Linked DNA regions of Mus musculus: region 1 is linked to region 2. The links are chromatin contacts, called in public promoter capture Hi-C maps. All regions are on one chromosome and are shown on one strand. The core of a region is the stretch at or near the end of the contact, and the rest is flanking DNA. Distances in the headings are between cores, read along the strand shown. Region 1 overlaps Txnrd2 (thioredoxin reductase 2). Region 2 overlaps Tango2 (transport and golgi organization 2).

Region 1 (5,046 bases), core at 2,512-5,011, 140 kb after region 2:
TAAGCAATTTCTTCGCCTTTAGGCTTCCTCTTAGATAGCCTAGCATCTTGTCTTCACCTTCATCATCATCTTCATGAATAAACTCCCCATCTGAGTCCTGGCAATCGTGTGAGGGCAGCCAGACAGTCCTGACTATTTAGGTATTGGAGCCAGACTTCCCAGCTTCCATCTGAACCCATGAGGAGTCTGTATAGGTCATCCACACTGGTGCACCTGGCCCACAACCAGGGAGGCAGGGCCCAGGGAAGCTGTGTAGGGGACACCCAGTACTTGAGGGCCCTACATCAGCCCAGGGTGAACTGTACAGTCTGGCTCTCCTTCCCTACTAGGACTCTCTATTTGTATATATACAGACTGCATGCCCATACTGCAGCCATAGCCGCAGCCACAGCCGCACAGACTTCCTCAGCACTGAGTGCCGGGCAGCAGGAGAAGGGGTAGGAGAATAAACAGAACCAAGCTCCTCCAGGCTGACATGGATCACCAGGAATGATCCAAGCTCAGCAAAAGGGAAAGGGCAGCTTTAGACTGCCTGGGAGTTTTGAGGGGTGACTTTGTCCCTGGGACTGGGTGCTAAGCTAAGGCTCAGAAGAGGGGCAGAGCATGCATACAGCCACTGTAGTGGGGCCCTCGCAGCTGTAGGTGGGCCTGAGCTGTATTGAGTCAGGGCTATGACAGAAAAAAAGAGGGATAAAGAGGAGAGAGAGGGGATTCAGAAGTAGACATATTTAACATGCTGGAGGGGCTGCACTAAGTAAATGGGTTACTTTCCCCCAGAACTAAGTACATGATTAAACAAATACGAGAGCTGGCTAGTGACCCTCACCTGTAAACCCTGCACTTTGAGGCAGAAAGACTACCATGAATCCAAGGGGAGCATGAGCTAGATGAGAGTTTGGGGCCAGCCTGGGCTACCCCACATATCACCCCTTCCAAAAAAGAATAAAAGGCTAGGGATGTGACTTAGTTGGTAGAGTGCTTGCGTACCAAGCATAGACCCCTAGATGCAGGCTTCCGCTTCATATAAACTGGTATAAACAGGCACATTCCTGTAATCCCAGCACTGGGATGGCAGGCAGGAGAATCAGTTCACGATCATCTTCAGCTACATAGGGAGTTGCAGACCTGCTCGGTTTATACGAAACCCTTTCTACAGAAAGAACCCATGAGCACAGATAAGGAAAAAGAAGATCAATTTAAAAAACACACAGCTTCAATGGATCAGGCAAGCAACAGGCCAGGCTCAGCACATTTGAGTACCACCAGGGCCTCATGGGACAGTTGCCTAGACTCTCCACACAGGCCTTTGTGGCTGTCAGGCTGTCTCAAGGTCACCTTGTACACTTCTCTGTCCAACCCTGTGCCACCTGGTGTGGCCACATCAGTCTGGATCACAGCGCCTCATTCGCCCTCCCTGTTCCTGCTGGCACTTAAATCTCACCTCATTTCACGGATTGCCCTTCCCTGGTGGGAACATGTGCTGTAGGCAGGCATGAAATTGGAGGGCATGCTCGTTTAACTAGCGTGGATCAGAGAGGCGCAGGGTGCCGCTTGTGGCCTTCCACCTGCACGGCCTTTATCCTGCAGAGTAAGTGGTAAAGACTGATGGCTGCCTTAGGCATTTGGCCTGCCGCCCTCTAGCCACTCCTTGGGGGTAGGGTCAACTATTAAGGAGGGATGGTGGCAGACCCTGTGTGTGTGTGTGTGTGTGTGTGTGTGTGTGTGTGTGTGTGTGTTGGGGGGGGTGTTGTAGAAGAGTCAGCCAGAGTTGAGTTGAGCTCTCTCCTTGTAGAAGGAGTGGCAGAGCATCATATATTGATTCCATGTGAAGAAAGGCAACAAATAGGCAAAGGCAGGGATTGGCAGTTCACAAGAAAGAAAGAAAGAAAGAAAGAAAGAAAGAGAGAGAGAGAGAGAGAGAGAGAAAGCGAGAGAACAAATGCTATTAAGAAACCAGAGGCATAAAACAGCTTTATTATTCAAAGAAGTGCAAAATAAAAAGGAGGCCAGAGTGTTAAAAGCAAAGCAAACCAGCAAGCACTTGCCACGAGCCAGGAAGCCCCACCCTCCCGGCTCGCTTCCCTTCTTCTGAGGGTCAGCACTGAGAAACCAATGGCATGCGATTGGCCAGGTCTCTTTCCTGGTGGAGCCCAGGCAGTTTAGCACATCGAGAAACAAATGTTCAAGAGTATGTTGCCGCCACCACACTTACTCTAGAGCTGAGGCTCTGGGCACAGCAGGGTCTGGAGACCAGGCGCTGAGCACAGTGCAGAGGGACAGACAGCCACCATTTAGCATCACCTGAGCACAGCTGTTGTGCTTGCTTCTCATTTTATGAGCATGTCACGGGGTCTGGAGCACCTAGAGTCAGCTGCTTAGGTGGATGGTCCCTGGATTGTCACCTGCACCTGTTTTCTACTTTCCTTGGGTTCCAGACCTGAGCTGAAGAGGCGCCTACAACTCTGGTGGGCCCTCAGTGTCAGCAGGGAGATTGGACTCAGCTCTGATCACAAGGGAGAGAGCAGAGCTTGAGGGAACTGTGGGGCTATGACCTAGGTCATGCCCACAGGGCACAGACCACAGACCCTGCTCCCTGGTCTGTGCCCTGGCTTCAGAGTTTGTCTCAGCCCCAGTGAATGGCTCCACAATATAGGATGCCTAGTGAGGGAGGCTTCTCTGGCTTCGGGGCCCACACCATGCTGATAACAGCTTTCTCAGTATAGCCATGGTCCTTCCCTCCCTTCTTCTACTATCCATTCCAGAAGCAGTAACAAACCATCTTAGCCAAGTTCTTTGCCATACTGAGTTTCTCCTCTCTCTAGTCAGCCAGACATTTGTTCCTCATACTGCAGACTTGACTCAGCTTACATGCCTGTGTACTTCCCAAATGTATAAACACATCATGTTCTAAGAAATCTTGGCTTTGCAATAGACCATGAAGGGCACTTAGTTTCTCCCCTACCTTCTCTCCTGGTACTACTTTCAGATGTATGTATAGTGTATCCCACCCAGCCTTCCTGGAAGATTATCCCAGTGCTAAAAAATTTCTCTGGCACGGTGGCACCAAGGCTGTTGTAATGCTATGGCAAGGTCTATGGAAATAAACCTGTTTAGAGGCACAGACCTGCTCTGCTACAGTTGCCTGTAGCATTCAGGTAGTGAATGTTGTATGCAATTGTAGCCTGTACCACAGAGGTCTTCCTGTGAGGTAGTCTAGAGTGTATAGGTTTGTGTAAGAATACTCATTCTTCACACAATGACAAACAACTCAGTGACACGTTTATCAAATGAATCTTTGTCATTAAGCATCATTTAATTGTATTTTTATTTCCGTAAGGATCTTGGTACAGAGCTTCTTTGGCATCTGCAAGAGCAGTAGTTACCATAGTTACCACAAGGAACACAAAGAGATGCTCTTGGCCTCACAGGATCAGGTGGGCATATGTGTAGGAAGATCATGAACAATGTGGTCAGAATCAAGAGCAGCCTAACAGTGTTTCCCTTGACCACTCCAGCTCCAGCAGTGACTGAGCAAGCTGGACCCAGCAGCTGGAGAAGGGACCCGAGGATTGAACCTCAGGCCCCTAAGCTCCTGAGCCTTTACCTCCTCCTATGCACTCCATCCCTACCCATGGCCCAGCTCCTTCCTCTGATGTGGCCCCCCCACTGCCTGAGTCTAGGCTGATCCCCATGGTGCCTGCTTGCCCACACCCAGTTCCTGTGGCTGAGTAGTGCCAAGAGGCTGGAGCCAAGCCCAAGCCAACTATAGCAGCCAGGCTTAGCCGAGTCTCTGTGTTTTGACTTCCCCATCCAGCATAACAGCTGGAGACTTAAAGATTCATCTGCCAGATGTTTAGGTGGGCGCCACCCACTTCCTGGACTGAAGTCTAGCTTGTCCCAGATACCAAAAACTGTGGGAACTATGCCTTTGATGCCAAATCACCTCTGTCAGTGGGGAATTGTCTTGAGCTCCTGAGAGGCATAAGCGGTCTGGCTCTGGGGGACTTGCTCAGGGGCCACAGTTATCTGAATCCAAGGCAAAGAGGACCTCCCCGACAGCTGAGCTATGACGAAGCTCACACGCTACCCTTCCTGAAGGCTCAGAACTGTGTAGAGCATGAGGAGACAGATACACTGACACCAAGAGGAACAAGCCTGTCCCTTCCCTGTCCTGGACTTTGTTCCCAAAAGCTGAAGCTGAGGGTGCATGTTCGGTTCACACACTGTCTGAAAACCCATCTGCTTTCAGCTGTGATCAGTGTGCTGGACAGCTACAGGGGTGTGTAGGAGAGGGCAAATTGAGACCTGTGCTCTGAGACCAGCCTTACTTATTCAGCACCACAACTGGCTCCTGGTGAGGGAGTGACAAGCCTACTCTGAGGGTCTGGCAGGGCATGGATTACCTTGTTCTCCCTGTTGGCCCCGGTCAGCATGCTCCTCGCACGGCTCATGTTGCAGGCTATCCGGTGAGTTCTGGACACTCGGGGCCTAGTCTGTCCATGCAGAGAGATAGTCTGTTAGTGGGAGGTGACACTTGGAGCCTGTCTGAAGGAGGCTTGCAGGGGAGACAGGAAGGATCAAATACTTTCCAAGAGTCCTGGCATTTGGGGAAGTGTAAGAATGACCTCCCATGTGAGGAAGTACCAGCCAGTTAGCTCACATGAGGCCTGCATGGACCCAGATACCCTACAATTTATACAGATAGGACAGCCACCTCCCTGGGGTCACCCCAGACAGTGGTGTCTTCCCTTTGAGACATGTTGCCTTTTTTGGTTTTTCGAGACAGGGTTTAGCCCTGGCTGTCCTGGAACTCACTTTGTAGACCAGGCTGGCCTCAAACTCAGAAATCCGCCTGTCTTGCCTCCCGAGTGCTGGGATTAAAGGCATGCGCCACCATGCCCGGCTTCTGGGGGACTCTTGTATCATGCTTTGCTGTGTCCTTTGCAACTCGATGGAGCCTGGCTCCCTCTGTGGTTGGAAGGCCTTGGATAGCCCAGGCTGAAACCAGGGCCACTCCAGGGCTCTTTGTGCTTCAATACTTGTTTT
Region 2 (5,313 bases), core at 2,495-4,994:
TGACCTATTCCTTTAGAAGGCATTATGCTAGGTTGAACTAAGGCCCTGAGTTCAATAATTGCTTTATGGTTTTATTTTTGTAGTGCTGAGGATTGGAGCCAACCCTCCACTACTGAGTTGTATATATACCTTAAGCACCATCTTTTTCCGTTTTGTATTTTGTGGTTCTGATCTGGGGGTCTTTAGACCTTTGGGGTGTTTGTACTGATCTTTAGGGATCTTGGCCAGGGTCTACAGCACTGCCCACTTGCTCACTTGTCTTCTTTTTTTTTTTTTTAAAGATTTATTTATTTATTATATGTAAGTACACTGTAGCTGTCTTCAGACACACCAGAAGAGGGCATCAGATCTTGTTACGGATGGTTGTGAGCCACCATGTGGTTGCTGGGATTTGAACTCCGGACCTTTGGAAGAGCAGTCGGGTGCTCTTACCCACTGAGCCATCTCACCAGCCCGCTCACTTGTCTTCTTAGTGAACAACTCAGAAGGCTACTTGGCCATACCTAAGGTGACAGCTGGGGGTTGCAGTCTGCCACCATGACCAGACATCCCTGGGGCTGGGATAGAAGTAGCTACCAAAGTGAACTTGGGAAAATATGACTTATTTTTGTTCAGTTGCCCAGGGCTAATTTAGTGAGATCCATTAGGTCTCTTCATCTCCATCAGAAGCACAGACCAGTGACTTGTATGTTGACAGATCACCATAGGCTGGTGGCTTCAACATTAGCAGTTCATTGTCTCGTAGCTCTGGAGGCTGGAAGTCCAAGATGGAGGCTCTGGCAGGGAGTTTCTGCCAAGGTCCCTGACCTTTATCTCTGTTCACAGCATCCGTCTTCTATATTCTCATCTCTTCTCGGGACACTCAGCATATGGAACCAAGGCCCATCCATGTAGCTTCATTTTACCTTAATCACTTCTTTGAAGTTCTGTCTCCAAAGAGAGTTGTATTCTGATATACTGGCAGTCAGAATTTTTATTTTTTTTTTTTTGGTTTTTGATATAGGGTCAGTCTGTACCTCTTGCTGTCCTAGAACTCGTAAAGAGCCACCTGGCTCTAGTTCTGGCATGCTGGGATTAAAGGTCTGCACTACTACACCCATCTGTAGTTAGAATGTTTTTTTCTGATTTTTTTAAAAAAAGATTTTCTTCATTTTATATGTGAGTACACTGTAGCTGTCTTCAGACACTCCAGAAGAGGGCATCAGATCCCATTACAGATGGCTGTGAGCCACCGAGTGGTTGTTGGGAAGTGAACTCATGATCTCTGGAAGAACAGTCAGTCTCTTAACTGATGAGCCATCTTTCCAGCTTCTGCAGTTAGAATTTAAAGGTAGGAACCTGGACATATTCTACCCATAACATCCTGTGGTTGTATGTAGCTATCTAGTTACTTCTTTATTGCTGTGATAAAACATCACCACCAGAACAACTTATAAAAGAAAGTGTTTAATTCGGGGCTCACAGCTTCAGAGAGCGAGAATCCATGATGGCCAAGCCAAGGTGTGCTGGCAGGAACATTAAGACCTCACAACTTAATCCACAAGTCAGACGCAGAAACGAGTTACTGGGAGTGGCTCAAGTCTTTTGAAACCTCAAATCTCATCCCCTGGGACACACCTCTTCTAAGGGAACAAACCTAAGGAGACTTTTCTCCCACTTCACAAGCCATCTGTAACAGCCATAGGTAAGACCTGAGGACCAAGCCTGGCTTTATGTTCAATCTTTTTTTTTTTTTTCCTCAGAGTTTCATGTCGCCCACATTGGCCTTGAACTCTTCCTGATCCTCCTGCTTGCCTCCCCACTGCTGTGAATACCGGTGTGAGCCATCTGGTTTCCAATTGTTATTTAAGGCTCAGGTCTTCTAAGTCTGTTTTTTAATTATCCTATTATTGATTGGGTCAAGACTGGTCTCCAGGGTCTCAGACTAACTAAGTGTACAGGTGTTGTGCAGTGAGGCCCAGGTGGTGACTGGTGAATGTCACCGATTGCCCCTATAGACCAGGATTGCTGAAGCAGAGTCTTCCAGCAGGGCTGAGGTGGGTGGACCCTGCCACATGTACAGCCTCGACTACTCTCCTGTGAGAGAGGAATAGGTGAACTTCAGTCACCCAAAGCTGGACAAAGATTTCAGACCAGGTCTCAGTGTGGATCTCTTAACAGCTCAGCATAATTGAAAGGTGTACAGGGTAACCCCCGGGAACAGGAAGGTAGCAGTGTTGCCTTTGTTGCTGTGTGTCATCCTCTTCCTCCTTCCCATCTACCTAGTCCTGCCTGAGCCCACTGTGTGCAGTCATAATTGGCTCACATAGGACTTTACTACCTACTGTATGTGATGTATACTTGCCAATTTCTTTCTTTCTTTCCTTCCTTCCTTTTTTAAATTTATTGCATGCATGCTTTGCTGCATGTACACCTGAATGCCAGAAGAAGGTATTAGATCCCCTTATACCACCATGCGAGCCACCATGTGGTTGCTGGGAATTGGGAGAGCTGACAGTGCTCTTAACCACTGAGCCATCTCACTAGACCCCACTTGCCAATTTCTTATCTTTCTTTCTTCCTGTTTTAATTTTACCTGCAGGTGGTCTTCAAGGAATAAACCATCAAGTAGGCTCCGGCCAAACCCAGGATTCACACATCACCCAAGACTACGGAACTGTTAGGCCGTGTCACCCCAAACGGAAACACAACTTTGCTTTTGCTGGTGTGGGTAAGTTTGCATGAATGTTAGGCCGTGTCACCCCAAACGGAAACACAACTTTGCTTTTGCTGGTGTGGGGAAGTTTGCATGAATGTTAGGCCATGTCACCCCAAACGGAAACACAACTTTGCTTTTGCTGGTGCGGGGAAGTTTGCATGAATGTAAGGGGTAAGGGCTGAGGAGAGCAAGGAGGGGCCATGCCACTTCCCAGCTTATCGAGTGAAGGCTCACAGCCACCCTTTACTGCCTGCGCTGTAGAAATGAAGCTCAACTCTGCTGCTGGTGCAGTTAGGTTTTAACAGAAGGCACCGGAGACACACTCGCTGCTTTCACAGGTAGGAGGCTCCTGAGACCTGTGCTCCCCAGGTCTTAGCTCCCACAATGCACAATATAAGCAGCACCAATGGGTAGGCACCTTCACCTAGCACCTGTTCTGTGACCAATGTCATAGCTTTAGGTACTTTAGACAGCAGACTCCAGAAAGATCTAGCAGGATAATACCTGAAGAATATTTTGGCCATTAAGGAGTCACAACTGTGCCATCCATGGACACACATACCCCCTCCCCTTTTAATTGTATGTGTATGGCTGTTTTGTCTATATATATATTTGTGTATCCCTGGAGTGCCTGGCATCTGTGGAGGCCAAAAGAAGGCACTGGATTCCCTGGAACTCAAGTTACACACAGTTGTGAGAACCATGTGGGTCCTGATAACAACCCCAGCTCTCTGGAAGAGCAGCAAGCTACCTCTCCAGTAGCCTCACTGAGGATTATAGTATGAGAACGACAGATAGGCGCTGCTCCGTGCAAACAGTATAGTGGTTGCTTCTCACATCCAGTCTTTGGGAATTCATTACTTTGTTCAGCTCTCCCCAGATAGCCTGTGATGTGACTAACTGTTTATCATTTTCCTTGTAGGATTCCACTAACTCCCTTTAACTCTTCTGCCAGAAAACTAGAATCACCTCCTCTAGCCTGATCCAGCTCTGTTGCCTGCCCTCTGTAGAAGAGGAAATGCTGAGTCCCTACATCCTATTCCCTAGACTGAAATGAGGGAACCCAGCCACTGTGCCAGGCATTCCACAAAGTGACTCAACAGGAGGATCTCACTGAAACTACTTTGTTTCTGGAACACATCCTAAGATTTTGAAAATGTTCCAGACAAACGTAAGAGAGGAGTTCCACAGTCCATTTCCAGTTGTGGGCTAAATTTCTGCCTTGTGCTCTACATGGACAAACAAATGCTGGCACATGCTAAAGAACCAAGGGGCTGCCCTGCGTGTAACTGGCACTAGAAGAGCAGGGAGGGCTGGCCCCTAGTTCCCTTCTCTGCCTACTGTTTCCCATGTCCTTGGCTGGTACTCAGCTACTCCAGCTAAAACCCATGGATGCTTTCCTCAATCTGCCACCAGCCAGACACCTCACCCAACCCAACCCAGCAGCGCCCCTCTCTGTCACCACTACTCCAGCTCTGCAGATGTGACCCTAATCACAGGCCACAGAACTTCGCCTCATCCCTCTGTCTCGCCACACCTGCACATTAGCTCTGAGCCCTTGCTCTAGGGTGGGCTCCTCCCAGCACCCCATGCTAAGCAGACACTGTCCAAGACAGCCGGACCAGGCTTGTACAGGATGTCTCCAGGCAACCAGAAGTCAAGACTCAGTTACTCAGAGGACACACACCCAGCAGCCTGCCATTGTCTCCTGCATATATGGCACCCCAGGGGTGAGGAACAGCCGTGGACCTCAGGCCTGGAGCAGCCTGGCGGAGGCAGAACAAGGGCATTCATTACCTGTATGCATTTTTGGAAACAGGACGAGGATCAAACTTAAAGAAGATGATGCACATGGGTTGCAAGGGTGGCTTTGCTCACACGGTCACAAGGTCTGTGGGAAAAGGAGAACAATGAGCTGTGAACAGCAGAGTCAGAGGGCTTTTCGGATGTCTCTCTCCATCAGTGAGTGGGGCTGGACTGGTGAGCACCAGATGCTTGGTGACATAATAGACATCTCCCCTCACCTGGGCCCACCAGCATCAGCTTGTAAGTCCACCGCCATGACACTCCCTTACCCTGGACATGCTACATGGGAGTGGTGAGTGGGTGCTGGAAGGGGCAGCAGCAGCGATAGGAACCACACACGTAAGGCTGGAGTGAAGGAGTAGCAAGTCCTCTCCCCAGCAGTCGCACCAAGTACTGCCCATGAGCCACAGAGGGAGACACCTTCATCTCAGCTCATGGTGCCCAAGGCCAGGCATCAGGGCCCACTCACTGGGGATGATCTGTGACCCATGTCCCCTCAGGCCTTTACCTAACACACACGCCCACCCCAAAGGACCTAATGGTTCTTCGTACCCACATTAGTAGGCAGAAACCAGTGCCAAGCACATGCACACACACCTGGGTGCTGAGGAAACACAGACGAAGTACACAGTCCCTTGGGGCAAGGACCCCATGTCCCAGAGCCTCTGGGGCCCAGAAGGCATTCCCCTATTTTCTGGTCCTGAGATCAGAGCTAATCTCTATGCATCAGCTCTGGAACGGAGACCCGAAGATCCCTGAACCGTACATAAACGCAATGATTTAGTGTCATATTCCGGGACACAGCTAAT

The links. Capture Hi-C pulls out chosen DNA fragments and counts their contacts.
Region 1: a promoter capture Hi-C map of adipose tissue shows a contact between it and region 2. The contact joins two enhancer-like sites. A contact is called at or near these places in 6 of 39 promoter capture datasets (embryonic stem cells, hippocampal neurons, liver and 1 more), 2 of 115 datasets of contacts at active chromatin or transcription factors (embryonic stem cells and large pre-B cells) and 4 of 9 other capture datasets (adipose tissue, embryonic stem cells, liver and 1 more).

What each region holds. Positions count from the first base shown.
Region 1 is chr16:18,460,675-18,465,720 of GRCm38.p6, forward strand. All of the region lies in intron 11 of Txnrd2 (thioredoxin reductase 2), which reads left to right. Among named protein-coding and RNA genes, the nearest start is that of Gnb1l, 36 kb to the right of the region's middle. Within about 2 kb of position 3,762, at least 37 of the 459 cell types and tissues checked have an H3K27ac peak or open chromatin away from gene starts, as enhancers often do. A contact at or near this core is called in adipose tissue, where this site is marked.
Region 2 is chr16:18,319,862-18,325,174 of GRCm38.p6, forward strand. Tango2 (transport and golgi organization 2) reads right to left here. Exons shown (of 9, transcript NM_001359109.1): 2 at 4,496-4,589. The coding sequence starts at 4,551. Among named protein-coding and RNA genes, the nearest start is that of Mir185, 4.9 kb to the right of the region's middle. Within about 2 kb of position 3,745, at least 40 of the 459 cell types and tissues checked have an H3K27ac peak or open chromatin away from gene starts, as enhancers often do. A contact at or near this core is called in adipose tissue, where this site is marked.